Linked DNA regions of Sus scrofa: region 2 is linked to region 1. A link is a contact called in public Hi-C data. All regions are on one chromosome and are shown on one strand. The core of a region is the stretch at or near the end of the contact, and the rest is flanking DNA. Distances in the headings are between cores, read along the strand shown. Region 1 holds the start of KCTD20 (BTB/POZ domain-containing protein KCTD20). Region 2 holds the start of CDKN1A (cyclin-dependent kinase inhibitor 1).

Region 1 (5,013 bases), core at 1,670-4,169:
CACACTTCCTTAATGGCTTCCCAGCTCCAGTTTAGAGAACTCTCAGCAATACTGACTCCGTTTTGATTTTCCTTTCCCACAGAGCTGTTGAGAACTTTAATTCATGTAAAATATTGGGGAAAGTGCTTTGTAATATTTACTGGTAGTAGATGTTATATTTAAGGAAGAGTAAATGTTATATTTATATTTAAATAATAGTGAATAACCGTTAGTCAAATGAACTGTATTGCCTTCTGAATTGACTATTATGACAATTGAAAATTCCAGGCCTGGAGTTCCCATTGTGGCGCAGCAGGTTAAAAGCCTGATTAGTATTCATGAGGATGTGAGTTCAAACCCTAGCCTGACTCAGTGGGTTAAGGATCCGGCGTTGCCACAAGTTGCGGCATAGGGCACAGGTGTGGCTTGGATCTGGCATGGCTGGGGCTGTGGTGTAGGCCAGCAGCTGCAGCTCCAATTGAACGTCTAGCCTGGGAACTCCATATGCTGCAGGTGCAGCCCTAAAAAGAAAAAAAAAGAAAGAAAGAAAATTCCAGGTCTGCCAGGTTTCAACTTCACATACAAATACATCTGAGAGATTCACCTTTTAGAAATGCATTGTTAGAAATAAAATGAAAAAAAGCAGCATATACCTGTGCTTTCTGTGTCTGTACGTTTCTCATACACCATCTCCTTGATGACTATCCAAAAAAAGTACCAGGTCTAATAAGGCTTTTCATTATATTGAATTATAAGCAAAAACAGAACCGTTTAGTCTTTACTATTTCTCCAACTTTGGGGCCAGATTTTTTTTTTTTTTTTTTTTTTTTTTTCTTTTTAGGCTGCTCCTGTAGCATGTGGGAATTCCCAGGCTAGGTGTCAAATTGGAGCTGTAGCTGCGGGCCTACACCAGAGTGGGTCCAGATTTTAGTATATTATAAACCTATAGAGAGAAATCTTCCCAGAAAGGAAGAATTTATTTCAAGAACTATCTTGATGGAACATCAGAAAGGTTTTTTTCTTTCTTTCTTTAATTCAAAAGACTTAATATTGTACTTTATAGAAATGGAAATAAAGGCATAGAACAATTCTCTGTGCTACTTTAGTTGAACAGTTTGAATCCCATGACACATTAAAATTGGTTTATATTTACTTTTAGTATTACACACTGTGACAGAAACAATGCTATCTGTCCATGGCATCTTCTTTCTTGGTTCTCTTCCCAGGCACACAGGAAGTTATACCTCCCAAGCTGCTTAGAGTCAGTCAGGTTTAGTCATGTAACTAGTTCAGGCCAGTGAAATGTCAGCAGAAGTGACAGGTCCACAGCTAGAGGAGGCAAAGAAAAGCCCTTGCTGGATTCTGCAGTCTAGTTCTTCCACAATCCATGATGGGTTGACAGAGCCAGAGGTGGAAGCAGCCGGGAATGCTGAGTTACCCACTTGAAGGTGAGCAGCCTTGTAGAATCACTGCCTACAGGTGACTAATGGAGCGTAATAAGCTAGCCCATCCTTATTCAAACACAGTACCAGGTCCTTACAATCATTATAAGTGAAGTGAGAGAATAGGAACTGGGAATGCCCTCTATAGCTCTAAGATCAAATTATAATGATCAAGTTTATAGCTTGTTTTTGAAATTAAAGTTGTTGCCTTTAATGAGGCAATTTTGCTGTACAAGTATCCCACAACCATTTGCAACCTACTGGAATGAGATATTTGCTCATATTTCTTCCATTTCAATGCTAATCCTCATTAGCCCCACATTAATTGCTAGACTTACATAAAAAAGTTGACTCAAAACACTGTTATTAACTTAATAGGTTTTGAATAGTTTGCATAATCAATATAGCTTTTTATTTAAATTTCATAACTTTTATTATTTATTTATTTATGTCTTTTTGGGGCCACACCCTAAAAAGGCATATGGAGGTTCCCAGGCTAGGGGTTTAATCGGAGCTGTAGCCACCGGTCTATGCCAGAGCCACAGTAACTCGGGATCCGAGCCGCGTATGCGACCTACACCACAGCTCAGGGCAATGTCAGATCTTTAACCAGCTGAGCAAAACTGAGCGAGGCCAGGGATCGAACCCGCAACTTCATGATTCCTAGTCGGATTCGTTTCCTGCTGTGAAGTACAAAAAACAGAAGAAATGACAAAAAGGACTGATGCTATTTCTTTCTTTTCATGCTTTTTAGGTCATGGACTATATACAGATTTTTTTTGTTTTGTCTTTTGTGTTTTTAGGGCCGCACACGTGGCATATGGAGGGTCCCAGGCTAGGGGTCAAATGGAAACTGTAGCTGCTGGCCAGCGCTCACCGCAATGCAGGATCCTCAACCCACTGAGCGAGGCCAGGGATAGAACCTGCATCCTCATGGATAGTAGTCAGGTTCATGTCCTCTGAGCCACAAAGGGAACTCCAGGTTTTTTGAGTGTTGAAATATTTTACTCGTAGCACGGCCAATTTCCCACTAATTTGCTTCAGGTTGATTAAAAATTTGTAATTCTGCTTTATTTGCTATGGTATGTAGTTTCATTAAACTCAAGGTTAGGGGGAGAACGTGGGCATTTCCCGCCCTCCTTTCGGTCAGAATGCCTATGCAGATACGGGCTTCCAAGCAAAACGTGTTAAAGGAACTCCATCATTCTTGCCGTCTCCTCCACCAAAAGTATGCAAAGATCTGGCCTCCACAATTTTCTAAAAGCACTAGCTGTCCCAGGGCTGTGCGAGCTTATTTCACAATTCAGGTAACTACTAACTTTTCCGTTTTATATCTTTAATAATTGAAAGAGGGTATCCGCAGCTCGGAAACCAATCTACCCTGGTAGTGACGGAGTGAGAACGACCGCACTGCAGGGCTTGCGCGGGATGAAACGGGACCCCCTACTGCGTGTGGCCCAGCGGGCGGGCCCGAGCCCGACCTTCCCGGCGTGCCCTGCGCGCCGAGGGGGACTCTTAACGTGAAGTGCTGGGTTACTCAGCCGCGTGGCCGCGCGGGCCGAGGCGGGGGCGCGCGCCGCTGCGGCACTACCGGTCCCCGCGGCGACTGCTCGCGGCGCCGGGTGCGCGCGCCTCCCGGGTGGATTCGGGCCCCGAGCGCGAGAGCGCGGCAGGGAGCGTCAGGTAAGTCGAGGCGCGGGACAGGTTGGAGGCGAAGACCCGGTGTGGCAGCGGGCCTGGCCCCAAAAGGTGCTTTCCTGTCGGGGGCTGGGGAGCCATCTCCTCCGGGCGCCGCTCGGGTGGCCGGCGCCGGGTCGGACCTCCAGTTGAAAGGCCGCGGGGCTACGGTCATCTCGAGGAAAAACGTTGGCAAAGGAGTTGCGGCCGCTGGTTTCCTTGCTGAGGGTAAAGCCTGTTTTTGGGGGGCAGAAGGGAGTCGATTTATGTGGAAATAGCACCGTCGTGGGGACGACTAAAGTATCAACTTGACTTTTCTGCAGGCCTTTTGGTGTTTTTATCCCCAAAGAAGAAAAATGATGAGCCCTGCCGTGTAAATGGATAAAACGTTTGCAGACGCGTTCTTTTCTAGCAACTAATTGAATTCATTAAAAATTAGGTAGTTGGTCAGACTTTTTCCCAAACTCTGGAGCGGAGAGTGCACACTTTTTGCGCCCCTGCTTCGAAGTATGTCTTCTCTGCCACCCACAAATTGCTAGCTTTCATCAGTGCCTCTGAGTGTGAAAGCGCTGGGGGAGCCTGAACCGGTAATTTTCTTTTAAATAAAACCTTGCTTTGTATAGCGTTCAGTGTCTTCAGGTTTACAAGCCTAGTTTTGCTCTATTGAAAAAATCTATTTTGGAGTTTGTGATTCTTTCTGAAAATTCCTGGATTGAACCTACTGATTTTTAATCGAGAAACCAGTGAACAAACTAACAAGATAAACAAGGCTGTGAGGAACTGGTTAACCAGTTTATGAAAATGCGTTTTTCAGGCCCTTTTAATTGTTCCCTTAGTAGCTGTTAAACAGCTATCTGCAGCTGTTACCTGAGAATTTAAGGGTTTTTTTTAATGTTCCCCCAAACAAAGTGTTGTAGTTACAGCAGTTGAATATGATGAATCGGAGTCAAAGAACTTCACCCTCAACGCGTCCTGGTGCCTGACACTTCCACCCACCCCACCCCCCACCTCGATTCTGGGACAGTAGTTCTCAAAATAAGTTTGTGCCTTAAAAATGCCAAAACCCCTCCCAGAAATTTTAAAAATAATTTAAAAAAATTTTATACAATTTTTAAAGGTCACTTTCCATTTGCAGTTATTACAAAATATTGGCTGTATTCCTGGTGTTATACAATGCATCCTTCAGCCTATCTTATACCCAATAGTTTGTACCTCCTTTCCCCCTCCCCTGTATTACTCCACCACCACCACTAGTTTTTTTCTCTATATTTGTGAGTCTGCTTCTTTTTTGTGCTATTCACTGGTTTGTTGTTGTTGTTGTTGTTTAATTTCACATATAAGTGATACACAGTATTTGTCTTTCTGTGTCAGAATTCTTTCACTTAGCATACTGCCCTCCAAGTGCATCCATGTTGCTGCAAATGGTAAAGTTTCGTTCTTTTTTTATAGTTGAGTAGTAGTCCATTTTGTATGTGTATCACCTCTTTTTTTAGCCGTTTATGTTACTTCTTTGTCCTGGGAATTGTAAATAATGCTGCTATGAACATTAGGGCATGTATCTTTTTGAATTAGTGATTTGGGTTTTTTTAGATATACAACCAGGAGTGGAATTACTGGGTCATATGGTAATTGTGTTTTTATTTTTTTAAGAAACCTCCATACTGTTTTCCACAGTGGCTGCACCAATTTACATTCCCACCAACAGCGTACGAGGGTTCCCTTTACATCCTCACCAACATTTATTTGTATTCTTTTTTTGATGATAGACAGGTGTGAGGTGATATCTCATGATTTGTACTACTCCCAGAAATTTGATTCTAGAGATCAGTGATGGATCCTCTAGGCTGCATTTTAAGCACGCACCTCCTCCATTGTTCTGTTCTTGGTGATCCAGGGACCACACTTTGAGAAACGT
Region 2 (5,013 bases), core at 1,572-4,071, 210 kb after region 1:
ACTGCCCCTGTTAGGGACTCCCCAGGCCTTTTCTGAGAAATTGTGACATTGTTCCCAGCACTTCCTCTCCCTTCCTGGGCAGCTCCTGTGGCCACCATTGAGCCTTCCTCACATCCTCCTTCTTCAGGCTAGGGCTTTCCACCTTTCTGTTCTGCCATCACCTCCTTCCTGGGTGGGGGCTGAGCTGGACCCTCTTGTCCCTCGAGCTGAGTCTCACTCTGTCCCTAAGCCTCCTGCTTCCTAGGAGTCTTGCCTGGGCAGCAGGTTGTGGTCCTGACTAGCATTCAGGCTCTCAAGAACATGTCCTAACATGTTGAGCCTTGGCATAGAAGAAGCTGCTGGCTGTTTTGTCCTCGGGGCCACCTGCTTTCAGAGAAAAGGTGGGTGGTAGGAGGCAGGAGACCCCCAGAGACCCCAGGGAGACCTTGGTCTGAGTTTCTCTGAAAAAATATATGATTTGCAGCAGATCCCTTGGGAGTGGCCTGAGACCTGTTGTGTGTGTGTATGTGTGTGAAGGCGTGCACGTGCATGTGTTTGTGTGTGTTTTAGGAGTCAGATCTTCCCTGTGGCTTCTAACAACCTACTTCTTAGCCTGTTCAGGGCAGAAGTCCTTCTTTAAGGGTATAGGTGGCTTGGAAGTTCCCTGTGGCGCAGCAGGTTAAGGATCCAGCATTGCTGCCACTGTGGTGAGGGTTCAATCCCTGGCCCAGGAACTTCCACATCCTGTGGATGTGGCCAAAAAAACCACCTGGCTACACATTCAAGTGTATGTCTGGAAACTTTTTTGGAAAAGTACTGAACCGTACTAGACACTTAGTAGGTGCTTAATAAATATTTGTTGAATTCTGTTGTGGTGGTGGTGATGGGCTAGAAGTTATAAAAAAATTCACTTCCTAACAACAACAACAACAACAACAAAAAGAATTATTTCATTGTGGAGTTCAGTACCACAAAACTTCAAATAATTCAATACAAGCCTTCATTAAAATTTTTTTTCCCCAAAGTAAACAGACTAACAATGTCAAGTCTATTTGAAATGCCTGAAAGCCAAGGGGATTCAAGGCAGTAGGAGGATGTGTCTGTTCTCTGCTGGACATTTGACAACTTAGCCTTTGGGTGGTGTGGCCATACGGGTGCACCGGAGGTGGGGAGGGCTGCTGCAGAGGTCCCTCGGCCTTTTTGAGATGCTTTTGAATTCTGGCTGCAATCCTGGCCTGACTCGAATATCAGGTCAGAAAGGGGGGCTGGTAATGTCCCCTCCCACCCCTGCCCGGGCTCCTGCCCAGGCTGTAGAGGAGAGGGAGGCCTGTCCTCCCCGAGGTCAGCTGCATTAGAGGAAGAAGACTGGGCATGTCCGGGCAGAGATTTCAAGACACTGAACAGCCCTAGATGTCAGTAATTGTAGCTGCTCCAAGCCTGGATTCTGTTTTTTAGTGGGATTTCTGTTTAGATGAACACTGTGTTCTATGTTATTTTTTAAAAGCAGAAGGTGTAAATGTTTTTGGTGAGGGGAGGAAAAAAGGTGAGGTTCAAGAAGGGCTGGGAGGGTGAAGGTGGGGGGAAGCACCTCACTGGTTTTTGTATCTCTCAGAAACACAGGTGGACATTTCCAGAATTGTCTCTCAACAATGTCACCTCAGTATACTGCCTGGAAATGAGGGGTGCAGGGGGTTTCCCTCATTCTAGAGCCACTGAAATAGAGAGGACAAGGAGCAGAGAGCTCTGAGTGAGAGGCAAAAGGCTTATGTTCCAACCGTCACCATTCATTTGCTATTTTACCTGAGTCAGGCCACCAAGCCTCAGTTTCTCAGCGGTGTATGTGGGCTGTGTGGGGACTATCCAGGAAATAACCCACCCACCAAATCCCTTTCCTAGCCATCAAATCTGCTGCAATCACAGAGCTTTCTTCTGCTGAGGTGAGAGGGAGGTGGGTGCAGGGAGTGAGGAGGAGGGGGGAGGAAGACTAGTTCAGGGTCCCTTTTCCTTTGGAGACCCTTTTCTTAGCAGTGTCCCCAGTCCTTTCCTTCCCTGGGGCATTTGACAAATAACAGCTTTTCACCTCTTTAGTTCTGTGGGTCTCAGTTTCCCATCTGTGAAATAAAGGGAATTAAATCCTGTAGGGCCTCCAAGAATGCTTTGGTGGGGATGTCTGGATGCCTCAGTGATGGGGAGAGGTAGTGTAGTGAGGGACCGGTGGGAATAGTGGTGGTATAGTGAGGCTTTTCTGGGAATTGTAAAGCCAGGTGTATCTTGTAGTAGTAGTAGTAGTAGTAGTAGTAGTAGTAGTAGTAGTAGTAGTAGTAGTAGTAGTAAAGGATGTTATTTGTTAATGTCACCCCTTGTGGTCTATTCAGCTGCTTTGGGTAAATCTTTGCCCAGAGGCAGTCGGCAGTGGACCTGAGAGGGGGTTTGTCCACGATGCCGACACCTGAAGGAGAATGCCAACTCACTCCCCACTTAAAAAAACAAACAAAAAAAAAACCCAAAAAACAAAAAAACAGATTTGGGGCCCAATTCTGGGGCGGGAGGAGGGGCGGGAGAATGTGTCAAGCGTACAGACTCGGGAATGGGGAGGAGGGAAGTGACTTCGCGAGGCTGGCATCAGAGCTCTGAGCCAAGGGAAGCCGCCAAGAGCCTGGGTCCTCCTGGTGCGAGGCGGTCCCTAGCACGCTGTGGGCGGAGCATCAGGTCCCGCCTCCCGAGTCCTTTTATGAGCGCTGAGCCGGGCGGCGCCAGCTGAGGTGTGAGCAGCTGCCAGAGTCGGTAGTTGGGAGATCCGGAGCTGGGCGCGGATTCTCGGAGACACCGACCCTCAGAAGAGGTGAGGGAGCCAGGGCAGGCAGGAGCGGATCCCCGGCTGCGGCTCTGAGCTGAGCAGAGCGTGTCCGCGTGCGTGTCGGCGCACCTCCGTGGGTGTGTCCGTGGGGGCGTTGTATGTGCTGTGTTCACAGGTGAACGGCGTGCTTGGGTCTGTGCGTGGGTCTCGGTTTTGCGCACACGGGGGTCTGTACGTGCGCCTGGGACCGGGGCCGGGATGTGCGGAAGGCTCTGGGCAGGGAGAGGGGGCACGAATATCGAGGATCCTCGCCGGGCTCCCTCCGCTTGAAACTGCTGGGGCCAGGGAAGTATTGGACCGGACCGTGGGTGCGCCCTGGGCGCCCGGCTTGGCGCGGTCAAGGCGTGGGGATGAAGCCCTGTCCACGGAGGGCTCCAGGAGGGGCGTGGAACGCCGAGCAGGGCAGGTTCATCTGAGATCCGTTCCGCGGTGGCTCTTGGATCCAGTCAGTGAGGCCCCAGCCCAGACCCCCGAGGTCTGGGTCCCTAGCGCTGCCGTGTCCGCCAATAGGCTGGGCGCTGAGGTCAGCGCGGACTGTCCTCAGCCCTTGGGAACGTGTCGGGACACGTCCCTTAGGGGTAAGCAAAGAGGTGACTCTCGGTGACAAGAAGACCCTGGAGGAACGGGCTGGGTGAGGTCAGAACTCCGCCAGCGCTGGGAGACCATGGCTCCCCCAGAAGTCCCCTTCCCTGCGTCCCCATGGTCTCTGACCCCCTTCAGCACAGTGACTTATTTGCCTGGCACAGAGTGTTCCCAGGGAAGCCGGGACGCCGGGAGGTCCACCACTGGGTTCCGGTCCCCGCCCCGCGGCGCACCCTCGGGGACCTGGAGTCGCGGCCCCGCGATGGGTGGGCTTGTGCCTGTCAGTTCGAGAAGCATAAAGGCCGGACCTAACTTTCTCGCACCGCCTCCTAGAGAACCCCTGCCCAGCCTGCAGCTGGGTCGGGCGTGTGGACTCAGGGGCGAGAACCGAGGCCGGCTCCGCTGCGCTGCGGGATACGCAGCCCCCGCCGGGGTGGGAGGCAGGAAGGGGTCGCGACTTTGAGAAATGGGGCTTCAGGGTGCGACACTGTTCAGGGCCTCTTTCACCTGCATTCGTGGGCTGCAGTCACCCCAGCCTAGTCCAGAATTCCGTCTCCGAGGGTGACCCGGCTGAGCGGAGCTGGAGGGCGAGTCTCCCTTCGGGCGCCGCCGCCGCCGCGAGAGGACTACCGTGCGTCGGTTTTGTCCGCCGGGTCCGGGGGCCCTCGGGGGACACTTGCGCCCTCCTCGTGCGGAAAAGAATTTTGGAAATGGGTTTGGCACTTTAGGCCGTCTAGGCAACTCCCTCCCTCCTTCCCTTCCTCCACGTTGCGTTTCGGGGAGGACTTTCGAGCGGTTTTGTTTTCGTTGCTCCCGTCTATTTTTATTTTCCAGGGATCTGACTCATCCCCTGGTTTGGGCGTGGAGATAAGGTGGAGAGACCAGATCTCTGCGCGCGCCTGTGCGCGCGCGTGTGTGTGTGCGTATGTGAGAGAAAGAGAGTTAGTGTGTGAGTGTGTGTGTGTGCGCGCGTGTGACAGGAGACGGCGCGAGAGCGCGCGGTTTCCCAACAGTGGCGGCGTTTCGGAAGCCTGGCTGGCTCAGCGTGACGTGTTTGCGGCCCCCGCTCCCCCTCCCCTCCCCCTCCCCGTCCAAGGGTGACGCGCAGCCGGAGTGGAAGCGAAGTTTTGGCGGGCGGGGAGCGTTTTGCAGGAAACTGACTCATCACAACTCCCTGCCGCTGTCCCAGGCTCTGCCCACGCACCTCCCACCCCGTGCGTGATTTCCTGGAGACCAGCGTCCCCTTCTGGCCCCAGCGCTAATAGCAAATACGCCTTCCCAGCATGAAGCTTCACCCGCCTTTGCATCCTACAGGGCTGATCTGAAGTCACTCCCCGCCCCTTAGAAAGAGTAACCCATTGGTTCAGCAGTGTTTACTGAGTGCTTACTATTTATTTAGAAAAGAAAATATGGTTGAAGTCTAAGGCACAGAGGCCAACAAAGGAAGCTATTTTCAGTTACTTGTTTGTAAAACGAAGGTTTGTGTTTGAGTTTTCTCTGAGGTGGGAGTTTTAATAATGGGCCTGAGGGTGGATTTTGGTGGGGAGCCTATGAGAGCCCTAAGGGAAGGGGTGGTAGAAATGGACGGCGTCCCT

What was found. A called contact is a pair of places that touch in the nucleus more often than the background predicts.
Region 2: a Hi-C map of embryonic fibroblasts shows a contact between it and region 1, with 3 times the contacts expected there. The contact joins the promoter of CDKN1A here to the promoter of KCTD20 in region 1. A contact is called at or near these places in 2 of 47 Hi-C or Micro-C datasets (embryonic fibroblasts and mesenteric adipose tissue) and 1 of 2 datasets of contacts at active chromatin or transcription factors (alveolar macrophages).

What each region holds. Positions count from the first base shown.
Region 1 is chr7:32,143,125-32,148,137 of Sscrofa11.1, forward strand. KCTD20 (BTB/POZ domain-containing protein KCTD20) reads left to right here and starts at 2,920. Exons shown (of 8, transcript XM_005665921.3): 1 at 2,920-3,104.
Region 2 is chr7:32,351,955-32,356,967 of Sscrofa11.1, forward strand. It overlaps CDKN1A (cyclin-dependent kinase inhibitor 1), which reads left to right and starts at 2,822. Exons shown (of 4, transcript XM_013977858.2): 1 at 2,822-2,951.